2 separate regions of the Zea mays genome follow, and region 2 is linked to region 1. The links are chromatin contacts, called in public Hi-C maps. All regions are on one chromosome and are shown on one strand. The core of a region is the stretch at or near the end of the contact, and the rest is flanking DNA. Distances in the headings are between cores, read along the strand shown. Region 1 holds the start of LOC100283380 (elongation factor 1-delta 1). Region 2 holds the start of LOC100502227.

Region 1 (6,610 bases), core at 1,670-4,169:
CTACTGCAAGCGCACCTGACCTGGGCGCGGGACGAACACGAAGGCCGCGGGACTTCCACCTCTCTCACGCTCGGCTCCGGCCGCCTCGCCTCTCCCCCCTTCGCGCTCGCCCACGCGCTCGACCCATCTGGGCTGGGGCACGCAGCACACTCACTCGTCGGCTTAGGGACCCCCCTGTCTCGAAACGCCGACAGTGGGGATGCAGGACCGCGCGAACCACAAGAGGGCGCGCGGGTGGCAGCTCTCCGTGGCCATGGCTACCTGGCTGACGCAAGGGCAGGCATCGCGAGGACGGGTGCGGGGGCAGGCGGGGCACGCGTGGGAGGGAGCAGTTCGCGGGGCGGGGGAGGAGCAGTTCGCGGAGCGGGGCGTGTGGGATGCGGGGAGAAAGGAGGAAGACGTGCGCGACGACGGGCATCACGGGCGGGGGCACGGTGAGGCCTGTGGACGCCCTCCGTCCACCCTTAAGGATTAGTAGAGATAGATATGCATTCCATATCAAAGCAATGTAATCCTGCTTCAACAGCTTGTGTACATACAATAGCAGGAAGGCTAGATGATTCATATGCAGAAACTAAAGTCTCATCCAAGTCAAGCACTACCTGAACATACAGCTCTAATGTTGTGAGAATATCAGATGCGTAAACATAAGAGACAAATGTTTAGTCTGACTTCATTTCAAGGAACTTAAGTAGTAACGCTTAGCAACGATATGACTTCCAGTTTCAGTTTTGGCTCCTTTTATGAGAAGCTATAAGCTTCTTTGCCGATCCAAACTATCAGAAATCCAACTATGGGCATACCTTACAGTATAACAGCCCGTGTACTGGATCAGCTGATAAGATAGTATATATGTCATAATCCAGCTACAATCAAGAAGTTTTTAACAATGATAGAAGGTTATCTACTCACCTACACAGAATGACAGGGAACCAGTATTCTGGAACTATGTCCCAAAGCTTCACTTGAAGGCCACCGGAAACATATCACCACCAGTTTGGAGAGGAGATGATAATGCAACCGTAAGTATGTACTACTAAAATGATCAAGGCCTTATTTTGCAATTGTAGGGCAACTAATTGCCCATGCTATTAACCAACTCATCGGGGAAGGACTGCTATATAGTCCAAATACTAATTATTCTATAACCAAAAATCAACAATACTACCTGAACTAAACCACCAAACCTCCGTTAGCCTTAAATCAGTCACTCCAACTAATCCCAATCATCCCCAAATACCGAAGCATAATCCAATTTGATCAGCACATCCAAGTCCAAATACTATTTGATTGAAACCCTTCTACTCCTACTTCACAAAGGCGCCGTTTCCCCACCCCGGACATCTCAAAAGCTCAACCGAATCGAATAAAAAATCGAAGCTCCGTACCGTGAGGTGGCCCATGGGCTCAGGCGCAGGTGTCGGGGCAGGTGCCGCGTCAGTTGGGATCTCGGAGCGGAGCGGCATGAAGGCCACCTCCGGCGACGGGTTCGAGGCCGCGGGCCCGGAGAGGAGCGGGTACCGGACGCCGACGAAGGATAAGAGCTGGAAAGCAGAACCTGAACAAGGAAGCCGATCCACCCCACCACCGCCCGCCACACCTGCGACGCCGCCTTCTCCCGCTGCTGCTGCGCCGTCGCCGCCGCGGTCGGCGAGTACACCTCTGCCGCCACCATAGACGACAGAGACGAGCTGTCACGCCACGTGGAGCTTCCGATCCGGGAGGCTGGAGACCGGGAGGACGGAGGGAAGTCGAGGACAGAGGGATGGCGAGGCCAGAGGCAATCGGAGGAGGAGGTGGTGTCATGGTGGTCGGTCTCCGCGCTCGCGCCCGTGTGCGTGGTGTTTTTGCGGGTGGTGGGAGCGGCGGCGGTGTGGGGAGGAGAGTCGGGGGGAGGATGGACGGCGGCGTGGGAAGGCCGGAGCCGTTGCCGACGACGGCGCGAATGAAGCCTGATGGAGGATCTAGCTGTCGAGGAAGAGGGGAGCGGAGAGAGGAGCAGTTGCGATCGAGGGATGGAGGAGGCTTGAAGCGGAGGCGACGAGACGGACGGTGATGATTTGACGCATATAGATGGACGATGCAGATTGGCTGAAGGCAGAATGAGGTGGAGGCAGACTACCCTTACAGCCTTAATATAGTAGTATATATATGTTTTTTAATAACTAGTTCCAACTATATGGTGCAAGAGACTGCCTATGTAATCTGTGTTTGATGGTAATGGCTATGAATGAACTTGAAATGTTGGCATGATATTTGTCATCACATGACATGTTACTGCTCAAAGAATATAGTTGTCATTTGGAACCGAAGAAATTGTGTGTACCGAGTGTGTGGCTCTCAGTACATGATATACTTGATTTTAGACAGTGTTTGAGAATATTTTAATAACGGCCTGCACATTTGTCCAAGGGCTGAGCGTAGGCGGACAACCTTTTTTTTAGCTGCGGACAGGCTGTTACGAGCGAGCTGAGCGGCTATTTTCATCCAGGGGCAAAAGTGTCTGATCAAGAACTAACGTTGCAGTAAAATAGTTTTATGTTTCAAATAACCTCCTAAATAGCATTTTATCTATAAAAAAATGTTTAAGAATGATGTAATAGCGAAGCGTGTTCACCTGATGTCATTTGGTCGAAGTCTGGTTTTCATTTTTTTTGACACGAGGAGAACTTCATTTCTATTACTTTTATAACAAAAATATATTATTGTTCGTCGAAACTAAAGTTTTGCAGTCAGAAGCATGAAGCAAACTGTCAGACGACCTCGTAGACCGACCCCCTGATTCAGAGAGCCAGCACACAGGAAAGCCCACCAACAGAACAATTAACCAGAGGTCCAGAGCTACTACCCAAAAGCCCTGTTTTCATAATGATATAAATCCATATTTGTCCCAGCGAAGGCACACAGCCGCCGCCATTTCTTCATCCTCCCATCTCCTGATCTCCATCTCCATCTTCTTCGCAGCGCCGGCGATCCATCTTCCGCTGCCTCCCTTCCTCGCGCTCGGGCTCTCAGTGACGGCATCAGCGGTTTCCCCTCCCGCCTCTCGCCAGTCGCATCACGCCCCCGCCTCCGGTCCACCGCACACCGGCCGGTGACCCTACGTGCGTACCCCCTCTCTCTGTCTCCTCCCGCCTCCGGTGGATCGTCAACGGCGCCCGGCCCCGGCGGCTGCGCCGTGCGCGGTCTGAGGGCAGGAGCCAGCAGCCGCTACTCGACCAAGGCGGTCGCGCCGCTTTGGGAGCGCTTATGCCCCACAGCGACGCGTTACCCGTCTTCTTAGCGCTTCAGCGCGCTGAAACGTGCGCTTAGTGCTGTTTGGTTTAAACCGTGTGTAGAGGGGCTAAATGACCGTTTTGGTGAACAGTGACTGTCTCATGATTTTAAGAATCTTGTTGCTGTGATATGTTGTCGGGGTGCCCATAAAGTTTACTTAAGGTCTGAGTCTGAGTTAAGCTATGACATTTCAGAAACATAGCTTTGGTTTAGATTTTGGTTCAGGGTGCTTGTTAATCTAATATCTTTGTAGTTGTTAATGATTCTGTTTTACAGTACTAGCGGCAGTATTGTTCTCTCTCTCTCTCTTTATTTAACTATTGTCATGATTTGACATTTCAAGTCCTAACAATACTCATATGTGCCGTCAGATTACTTGCTAATCTTTCTTGAGGGCAGATGGCCGTTTCTTTTGCAAATGTCAACGCCGAGGCAGGGCTGAAAAAGCTTGATGAGTACCTTCTCACTCGCAGCTACATCACTGGGTATGTGATTGGAGCTACTCTATTTGCACAATGGTCATAACATTTCTACTGAACTTATGCTGCATTAATGTTTCTCTAGCTACCAAGCTTCCAAGGATGACCTGGCTGTCTACTCTTCATTTTTGGCTGATCCCTCATCCAAGTATATCAATGTAGCAAGGTGGTTTAATCACATTGATGCACTCCTGAGGCTGAGGTATGCCCTTCTTGGCCTTTATGTTTCCTAGGTATCCCGTTAGCAGTGAGTGTGCTAATAATCCATACTATTTCAGTGGAGTTACCGCAGAGGGCCTAGGTGTTAAGGTTGAGCCATCAGCGGTTCCTTCAGCTTCAATTCTTGATGTTGCTGATGGACAGGTATAAATTCTTAACTCTTATTTTGGGTGAAAACTAAATGAACTGAAGTGTTGCGCCCATTCTTTGTGATTTTCGGCTGAAAATTGTTAGTCGTTTAATATGTTCACATAATTTGTTTGTGATGATTGCTGACTTGAATTATTATTGTTTACTAAAGCTATCAACCATGTGGTTCAATATCTGAGATATGAATCTCTGACTTACCCAGTTTAGTCACTGAAGTGCATTTCTAATAACCACAGGCCCCAGCTGCTGACGAGGATGACGATGATGATGTTGACCTTTTTGGCGAGGAGACTGAAGAGGAGAAGAAGGCTGCTGAAGAACGTGCTGCGGCTGCCAAGGCTTCTGGCAAGAAGAAAGAATGTATGTCAGTGTGCATAGTTTCTGTTTTATTCTCTCAATCACACACCCTTGCTATTGCTATATTGTTGTTGAGGCTTTGTTTCATACCCAAAAGCTTTAAAGCATGGTTCTAACCTTTCCATACCTTGTCAGCTGGGAAATCGTCAGTTTTACTTGATGTGAAGCCATGGGACGATGAGACTGACATGGCCAAGCTCGAGGAAGCTGTTAGGAGTGTCCAGATGGAAGGACTGCTTTGGGGCGCATGTATATTACCTCAGTTTTCACACACACAGAATTTTGTGAATCACACATTTGTTTGACCATTTAGTTATGTTTCTGATGCGAACATTTACTGCCCTTTGCAGCCAAGCTTGTCCCAGTTGGATATGGCATCAAGAAGCTGCAAATCATGATGACCATTGTCGATGACCTTGTCTCTGTTGACACTCTCATCGAGGACCATCTCTGCGCTGAGCCAGTGAGCGAATACGTCCAGAGCTGCGACATTGTCGCCTTCAACAAGATCTGTAAGTCATTCATCACTTAATCCTTACAGCTGCAGTAGCATAACTAGGACCATGCAACCTACTCATTATATTGGTCTGTCATGCAACCTACTCATTATACTGGGTTGTCCAGTTGTAAACTTTTCTGCTCTCAATGTGTTGATAACTTTTGGTCAATCCTGTTGTGTTGCAGAAATTTCCTTGTGATGGTGGCAATGGTGGTTGGTGGGCACTGTACCAGCCTAATTTATAATTTTCCATGAGCATCTTCAAGAGTTTTTCTAAATTATCATTTGGAGTCATTTACATAAAAAGCACTTTCTATATCTTTTTAATCTCAACAACTTTTCTATATCTTGTTTGCACCCTGGAGAGCTATTTACGTTTTCTATCTTTAGCTAGCGAGAAACCTGGATGGCTGGAATAGAAGATAACTATATTTAGACAATACTTTAAATAAGCTGTTGGAAGATAGTAATTCTTGTGTGATCGGATGCATAATGCCTTGGTCTGGCTGGTTGGAGGTGTATCACTCTGGAGCATGTTCGGTTCTGTTTATTTCAGCTTTTTTTAGCTTATGCCTATCAAAATCTGCCACAGAATGTCAAACGTTGAGCTTTTTCAGGTAGGTACTATAAAAATAGATTTAGTAAAGAGCATCTAAAATCAACATAAACACATAATCAAACAAGTCCTTATAATAGTAGAAATTCATCACTTTCTATATTGAACATATTTATCTTTTTCCACACGTACGCTAGATTTTTTATAGTTAAATTCTCTGAAAAAGCTGGTTAGAAAAAAGCATCTCCCATGTCGTATGCTCATGCAAGCTTTCTGATCGCCCAAGCCTCCATGACGGCAAGCTTCCTGATCGCCCAAGCCTCCATGACGAATGTGTGAATCAGAAACCAACGTCTAAAAACCCCATCAATCTGCTGGACAAAAGAACTCTGTTGGTACCCGTTTAGGTGAACAAGTAGATCCAACGGGGAAGTGGAGTGAGTGTTTGTAAACGGGGAAGTGGAGTGAGTGTTTGTAAAGTTCAACGAGGGACAACAATTGCTCCATTAATCCGGCCTCTAAGGACACTGTACGAGGGTATTTATAGGTACCCGAGTGTCCAACGTCCCAAGGCAAGAACGTGTATGTCCTCGGGTACCTGGACTATCCCCAAAATACTCATAAAGGGAGGTTGCAGACCGTCATTACAAAAAAGCTATTACAGATGAGGCTCGTAACATGCTTGTCCACGCGGAGCCCGTTACAGTGGGCCGAATTCCACGCGGGCCTCCGGGCGAGATGAGGACGCATGACTAGCAGACTTCGTCGGAGTCTTGCCTTCGTCTTGCAATGAAGAGGACGAAGGGCAACTGCGCCGATCATCGCGCCTTCGTTGGAGTAGCGAGGTGACGAAGGCTTCGCGCGAAGGGTAGCGTCTTCGCCTTCGCCTTCGCCCCAACATTTGTCCTCTGAGGGACCAGTTCGACTGAGTCATCTGGTGCCAAAGACGTCGCTAGATGGTGGAGACGCTGCCCTCGCTCGAAGTGGTCCCGCGGGGTTTTTGAGGTGATCTTTGATGGACGTGGCACTGTTGGACTGCGGGTTTCTCGAAGCGCCGCGCCGTGTGTATAAAAA
Region 2 (6,272 bases), core at 639-3,138, 390 kb before region 1:
GATGATCTCCGTCGGCCTAGTTCTCGAAGCTGCCCTGCTTTGCTGTAAACTAGAACCTGAAGCAGGAAAGTAGCGGACACGGTTGGCAGCGGTTGATGGTGAGCACGTCGGAGCTGTAGGTCCCCGGCATGGTGAAAGTTCATTTTCATCACGAGAGAGGGAGAGAGAAAAAAATACACTACTGCTCCGGCAGGGGGGCGCCTTGTTTACCGTGACAGAGCCAATTGTTTAGTTATATAGCGTGAGCTCACGAATGAAACATCCTTTCCGTTAAGTATGAAAGAACAGAATGTGGTTAATTACTGGTTGCTGGTGCTATGCCCATTGATTTGCCCCAAGTAAAACAAACTAGTCTTACAACAGACACAGCTAGCGAAGGCTACAATTAGATAATAATAACTGCACACATGCGAATTAATAGCGCCACTGTAGTATCTAGCGTCGTCGGAGAGAGGCAGTTTCTTAAGACTCTCCAAGTCAAACCTTGCAATCATTTGCATCTTCACGGCTAGTTGTCGCACCATTGACTGCTTTCGGCGGTCGATTGCATCTGCTGTAAATGCAGTACACAGCGATCTGAAGAAGTCCAGTTAAACACCCGGCGCCGTTTGGTGCCTTCGTTCAGAACGAAGCAAAGTTGATCAGCAAATTAAAGCAAAGGCAGAACAGTAGACAGTAAATCCAGATTGCGTGCATATGTATATATATATATATACATATAATTACCGTAAGATAGGGATCCCTTCCTAGGATGCCGTACAGCATCCATGTAAAACTGGTCAGCAAGGAGAACAACGACAGGTAGAAAGGCATGAACTCCACGCTCTTGGTCAGGATGACTTGCTTCTGCAATTGTGCATGGTGGGGAGGACAAAAAAACAAAAACAGAACATGGTGAGCTAGTAATTAATTCAAAAATTTGCAATCCAAGATTAGAAGCCCTATTTTCATTCAGAGTTTTAGCTAGCCTTCGTATTATCAAAATTTGCAATCCAAGCTAGATTCTGTGGTAACTGATCATAGATATACGAGTACTCACCACGGCTACAAGCGGAGCGCTGTACATGGATATGGAGGTGACTATACCAATGCTACCAACAAATTGCTTGCGCATATGGTGCGTGTGGAACACGAAGCTTGACAAGGATACGATGACGCAGAGCGTTGCCACAACCAGAGACACCATTAGGACGACAGATTTCTGCAAATTAAAGGCCGGCCGGCAAATAATGTTCTGATGATGATGATGATGATGATGAGCAAACCATATGCATGTATAATTCTGATGCTCTCCGACTCCGACGGCGTGTACCTTTTTGTCTCTTGGCGCAAACCACACGTATACGACGACGAACGAAGCTTCGAAGAGCACTCCGACGGCGCACGTGCCGAAGAGCGACAGGTTCTCCCACCCGTCACTGACGATGGGGAAGCCGTACCAGCCCCAGGTGAAGGCGCTGAAAAGGGCGAGGATGTATGGCACGCACGAGAACTCCCCAACGCTGGCCTCCTTCACCACTCTCTTAAACGTCAGCCTGCAAAATTAATTGTTTGTTTGTTCGTTTGTTTTTACATGAACGCAGGATCGGAGAACTCATGCTCGATCAGGAAATGCATATGCATGCATGGTCTAGTGATTATTTACACTGGAACCGCGTAGAGGAGCACACAGACTACAGATCCTGCGAGAAATTAAAGAAAAACATCAGCAGCAGGGGTCGTACGTACGTACGTAGATTCAGACAGAAAATCGATCAAGTACCGTACCTATGATTCCAACTATGACGCGGATGCTAGTAACCATTGTTGCTTGCGTGCTCTGAGATGAGATGATGATCGAGTCGTCTCTTTGACGACGACGACGCAAGATCGAGGATCAGGATTATTGTGGCTGGTTCATTTGCTAGCTGTGTGATAATGGCGTGGTGGCCTATTTATATATAGCGCATCGAAAGGAATGTGCTGAGCTCGAGACAAGGGTATGCTCAGGCCACTATGTCTGCTCTAGAAAGAATATATTAGTACGTACGTACGTGCGGCCTGCCTTTCCGCTGTTGCTAAGAAAAATGATGAGTCTCCTATGCTCAGTTTGGTTTCTTTATTCTTTAGTTCAGGGACTAAAGTTTAGGTACGAGACTAAATTAGTTTAGTCCCTACACTGTTTAATTTTAGGGACTAAAACTATTCAAAACATATTAAATAATAAATCATAAGAGGACTAAAATATCTTTTAGCATTCTCTCATCATTGTGCAACTGAAATAAAGAAGAAACAAGAAGTAGAATATTTATATGGTTTAGACCCTTTTAGTCATCTCTTGAGGGACTAGAGACTAATATAGTTTATAGTCCAACCGTTTGATAATTTTTAAGAACTAAATGAGACTAAAATGGATAGACTACTCTTTAGTCCATCAAACCAAACAGTCCCCTTTAGTATAGTGCAGACAGACAAGGTACGTAAGGTCTTTCATCTGCTGTGAGCTGGTATGTATCAGTAGCTACAAGTTCCGTGTGTGAGCCTCGAGAGAGAATAATATAATCACGAGAGAACGGGCCGGGACCCTCTCTTCGTACAGAGAAGAGATAGACACATCATCGTAGGGTGCGTAGAGGGATACTGCAGATGTTATTTAGGATATATTTATGGATATCCAAACATTCCGTAAATATGAAATGTAGACCTGGCCTGATAGTTTTTCTCGGTGTCAGGTATTAATGTAACTAAGGCTCTGTTTGTTTGCTTTCAGGATCGTATAATCCAGCTTATGGATTATGGATTATATGTAAATATAGTGGTCTGCTTATAGATTATCATAATCCATATATATTTAGATTATATAATTCACCTAATAATCTGATCTATGTTGTTTATTTGTTTCTTAATTTATTTAAACTAGATTATATAATTTAGAGGGTAAACAAACCAGACTGGACCGAGAAGAATGGCAGTAAGGCAGATATTAATTATTGGATACCCAGTCGGATAATCACTAGTACTACTGAACGTCGGTTAAATTTACATCGAGTCAAATGCACTAACCATTATATTGGTGCTCGTGTACTTCTGGGTCCCAATAAAATCCCAGTAGATCTACGTCACCCTCGTACTAGTCGTGTAGGCATTTCTCTAGCTGACTTGGAATTGCCACTATGGCGTGGCGTACATTTAACACCTCGCGTATGCATGTGAGAGGAGGGTAGCAGAGCAGCGATGGCTTCGTCGGCGGTAGTGTCCACTCGTAGCATGCATGTGGCGGCGGCGGGGGCGGCCAGCTAGCAATGAGCGCTCGTGCGTGGTGCGGCATGCATGCTGCATGCATGGCCTACACAACCACTGCACGATGTAATGTAAGTGCTCGTCTCGTCGTGTGGCATCGATCCAAGAGGGTACGGTGTTGGGACCTTCGTCTTCGAAGGTCCTCAAAAATATGATTTAACAATATTTTCCGAGTATTATATATGAACAGGTATCTTCGAACTCGAATCAGAACTACACAGAGTGAGAAGCAGGAACATCACGAAGGATGACACGGCGCCGAAGCTACACACAAGGGAGCTTCGGCATGACGGCAAAAAAAAGGAACCGATTTAAAAGTGAAAAGACTATTCAGACCTCGGTGGATTACTTTAGAGTCACTAGCAAATGTAAAGGGCACGAATGTAATTTCACATGGGCTGCGTCCCGTGCCTATAAATAGCGTGAACAGTACTCCCGTACTGTTCACGCTGACTTGGCATTTGCTTTTTGCGTCACGCTTTCTTTGTCTTCTGTCAAGCCGAAGGTACTAGATGTAACTCAATATTGTATTTATATTCATTGGCAATTATATAAAGAAAAATATATATATGATAATGTTATATAATTCTTCACATTGTTTCTTATGTTTTGCATGCTTCGTTTGTTGTTATTATGTATATATATATATATGTTGAGATGATGAAGGTATGTCCTTCATGTCCTTCGTCCGGAAAGCATTATATCCTTGGGGAAATAATGCTTCGAAGGACGAAAGTCATTAACAAATAATCTGTTTTTGTGTTGCCTTGTTCTTAATTCATAGCATTTGAGAACAAGTCCCCGGCGTCCACCTCCGGTGAACCTTTTTTCGACCACCTTCGGCAAGCACTGATCCTCGTCATGCCGCCGAAGAAAGCTTCAGCGACAGGGGCTGCTGCATTACAGCCACTGGACCCAAATCAGGAGAACCTTTCTCTCCGAGAGGCCCAAAGCCAGAAGAGGAAGGCCACTAGCCCAACACTTCAGGAGGAAGAGTTGGACCAAGAAATCAGAAACATGGAGATACTTCATCAGCAAGTATAAAGGAACAAGGAGAAGATGGCCCGACTAGCTGATCTTCAAAGGCAGATTGATGAAGCCACTGAAGAAGTACGCCATCTTGCTCAAGACGAACAAGAACGAAGGCCCCAATATAGGGAGCTTCATCAAGAAGGCTTCTTCAACGAGGATGGATGGTATCATGATTTTTATCATGGAAATTTTGCTTTTGATAATGCTTCTCCTCTGTCAGCAGAACTGTAGGCTACCCCATGGCCCTCATCATACAAGCCACCCCAGCTCCCCATGTATGATGGGCACTCAGATCCGAAGCAGTTTTTGATGAACTACGAAGCAACCATATCTTCATATGGGGGCAATACTGTAGTCATGGCGAAATCTTTTGTTATGGCAGTCAAGAATGTTGCGCAAACCTGGTACTCCTCTCTTCGGTCAGGAACAATCACATCATGGCAGAAGCTGAAGGACATGCTGATCACCAGTTTCCAATGGTTTCAAACGAAGCCCGTTACTGCTCAAGCTTTGTTCCAGTGCACGCAAGACCACGAAGAATATCTCCAGGCGTATGTCTGAAGGTTCTTGCGCTTAAGGGCACAAGCACCAACTGTGCCCATTGAAATCGTCATTGAGGCCATGATCAAAGGGCTTCGGCCAGGACCTATGGCCCAATACTCGCCAGGAAGCCCCCTTAGACTCTAGAGAAGTTGCTCCAAAAGATGGATGAATACATCCGGGCTGACAATGACTTTCGCCAAAGAAGGGAGGAAGCCTACAGGTTCTCTGAGATGACCAGGGGCTTCGGAGGAAGAATCCACCCAAGGCATGTCAGGTCAATTCCCTCCACCCAGAATGATGACAGAGGAAGTCAGCTGCAGAAGTCACAATATACTTCATAATCTTCGGGGCAGCAACAAAGCTCTTTCCGGCCGTCAGCTCCAAGAGGCAGAGGCACTAGGGGCTTCGGAGGAAGATTTGGGGATCAGCCCAGAAAAATTTATTGCTTATTCTGTGGTGAGGACAAGGGCCATACTATAAGGATGTGCCATGTCACCATTCAGAAACAAAAGGAAATAGCAGAAGCTGCAACTCAGCAGAACCAGCCGAAGCAGGTCATGCACACCGCTTCGTATCACTCACCCTACATACCAGAGTATGTGGGTAACCATCCTGCAGCTTCTGTTGCTTCGACTAGCCAGCCATAGGCGTCTTGGCCACAGCTTCCGCCTCCGCCACCACTACAACATGCATATTCACGAGGCTAGCAGCCAGAAGGGAGCCAACAGACCTATCAGCAGCGAGATTTCAAGGAGGAGTCCGAAGCTCGCATGGCCAACAGCACTGTGCCAGAGTCGAAACACATCTACTGAGAGATATCCTACCATTGAAACAGTTTTACATTCATTGTCATTTTCATCTTTAATAAGAAACAATTATTGTAAACTTAGTTTTCTTGCCATTTCCAATTTTTTGTAATAGCTTCGTTCTTGCCATAGTGAAATATATCTCCTCCACAGACCCACGAAGCTAAAAAATTACTAAAGTTCAAAAGTCGTTCCTAAGGAACACAGCGTAGGTTTGCCGAAGCTACAAAAAGTCCGTTGGGGGCCTTCGGCTTCCGAAGGTCCTCAAAAATATGATTTGACAATGTTTTCCAAGTGAAATATGTGAACAGGTATCTTCGGAATTGGGCCACGAGTATACAGGAATCTGGTCAAGATGAAGCTTGAATAGGACGAAAGGCGATCATAACGAAGGATAAGATGATCACGAAGCTATGCGCAGAAAAAGCTTCGGCATGACAGCAGAAAAGGGGAACCGACTTATATGGTGAAAAGACAAATTGGACCTCGAAGAATCACTATAGAATTATTGATAAATGTAAAGGGCATTAATGTAATTTTCCACAGATAAATAGATTAACAGTATTCCCGTACTGTTCACGCTGATCTGGCATCTGCTTTTCGCATCATGCC

The links. A called contact is a pair of places that touch in the nucleus more often than the background predicts.
Region 2: a contact with region 1 is called in a Hi-C map of ear, with 4 times the contacts expected there. The contact joins the promoter of LOC100502227 here to the promoter of LOC100283380 in region 1. A contact is called at or near these places in 2 of 25 Hi-C or Micro-C datasets (ear and tassel).

What each region holds. Positions count from the first base shown.
Region 1 is chr8:114,682,449-114,689,058 of Zm-B73-REFERENCE-NAM-5.0, reverse strand. LOC100283380 (elongation factor 1-delta 1) reads left to right here and starts at 2,919. Exons shown (of 8, transcript NM_001156281.2): 1 at 2,919-3,104; 2 at 3,648-3,761; 3 at 3,841-3,957; 4 at 4,034-4,118; 5 at 4,361-4,484; 6 at 4,617-4,730; 7 at 4,832-4,993; 8 at 5,166-5,578. The coding sequence starts at 3,676. The coding sequence ends at 5,167. It overlaps LOC103635722 (a long non-coding RNA gene), which reads right to left and starts at 949. Exons shown (of 3, transcript XR_557580.2): 1 at 913-949; 2 at 804-835; 3 at 553-602.
Region 2 is chr8:115,069,761-115,076,032 of Zm-B73-REFERENCE-NAM-5.0, reverse strand. It overlaps LOC100502227, which reads right to left and starts at 1,888. Exons shown (of 6, transcript NM_001196704.1): 1 at 1,768-1,888; 2 at 1,646-1,682; 3 at 1,313-1,535; 4 at 1,040-1,201; 5 at 727-846; 6 at 294-615. The coding sequence starts at 1,804. The coding sequence ends at 478.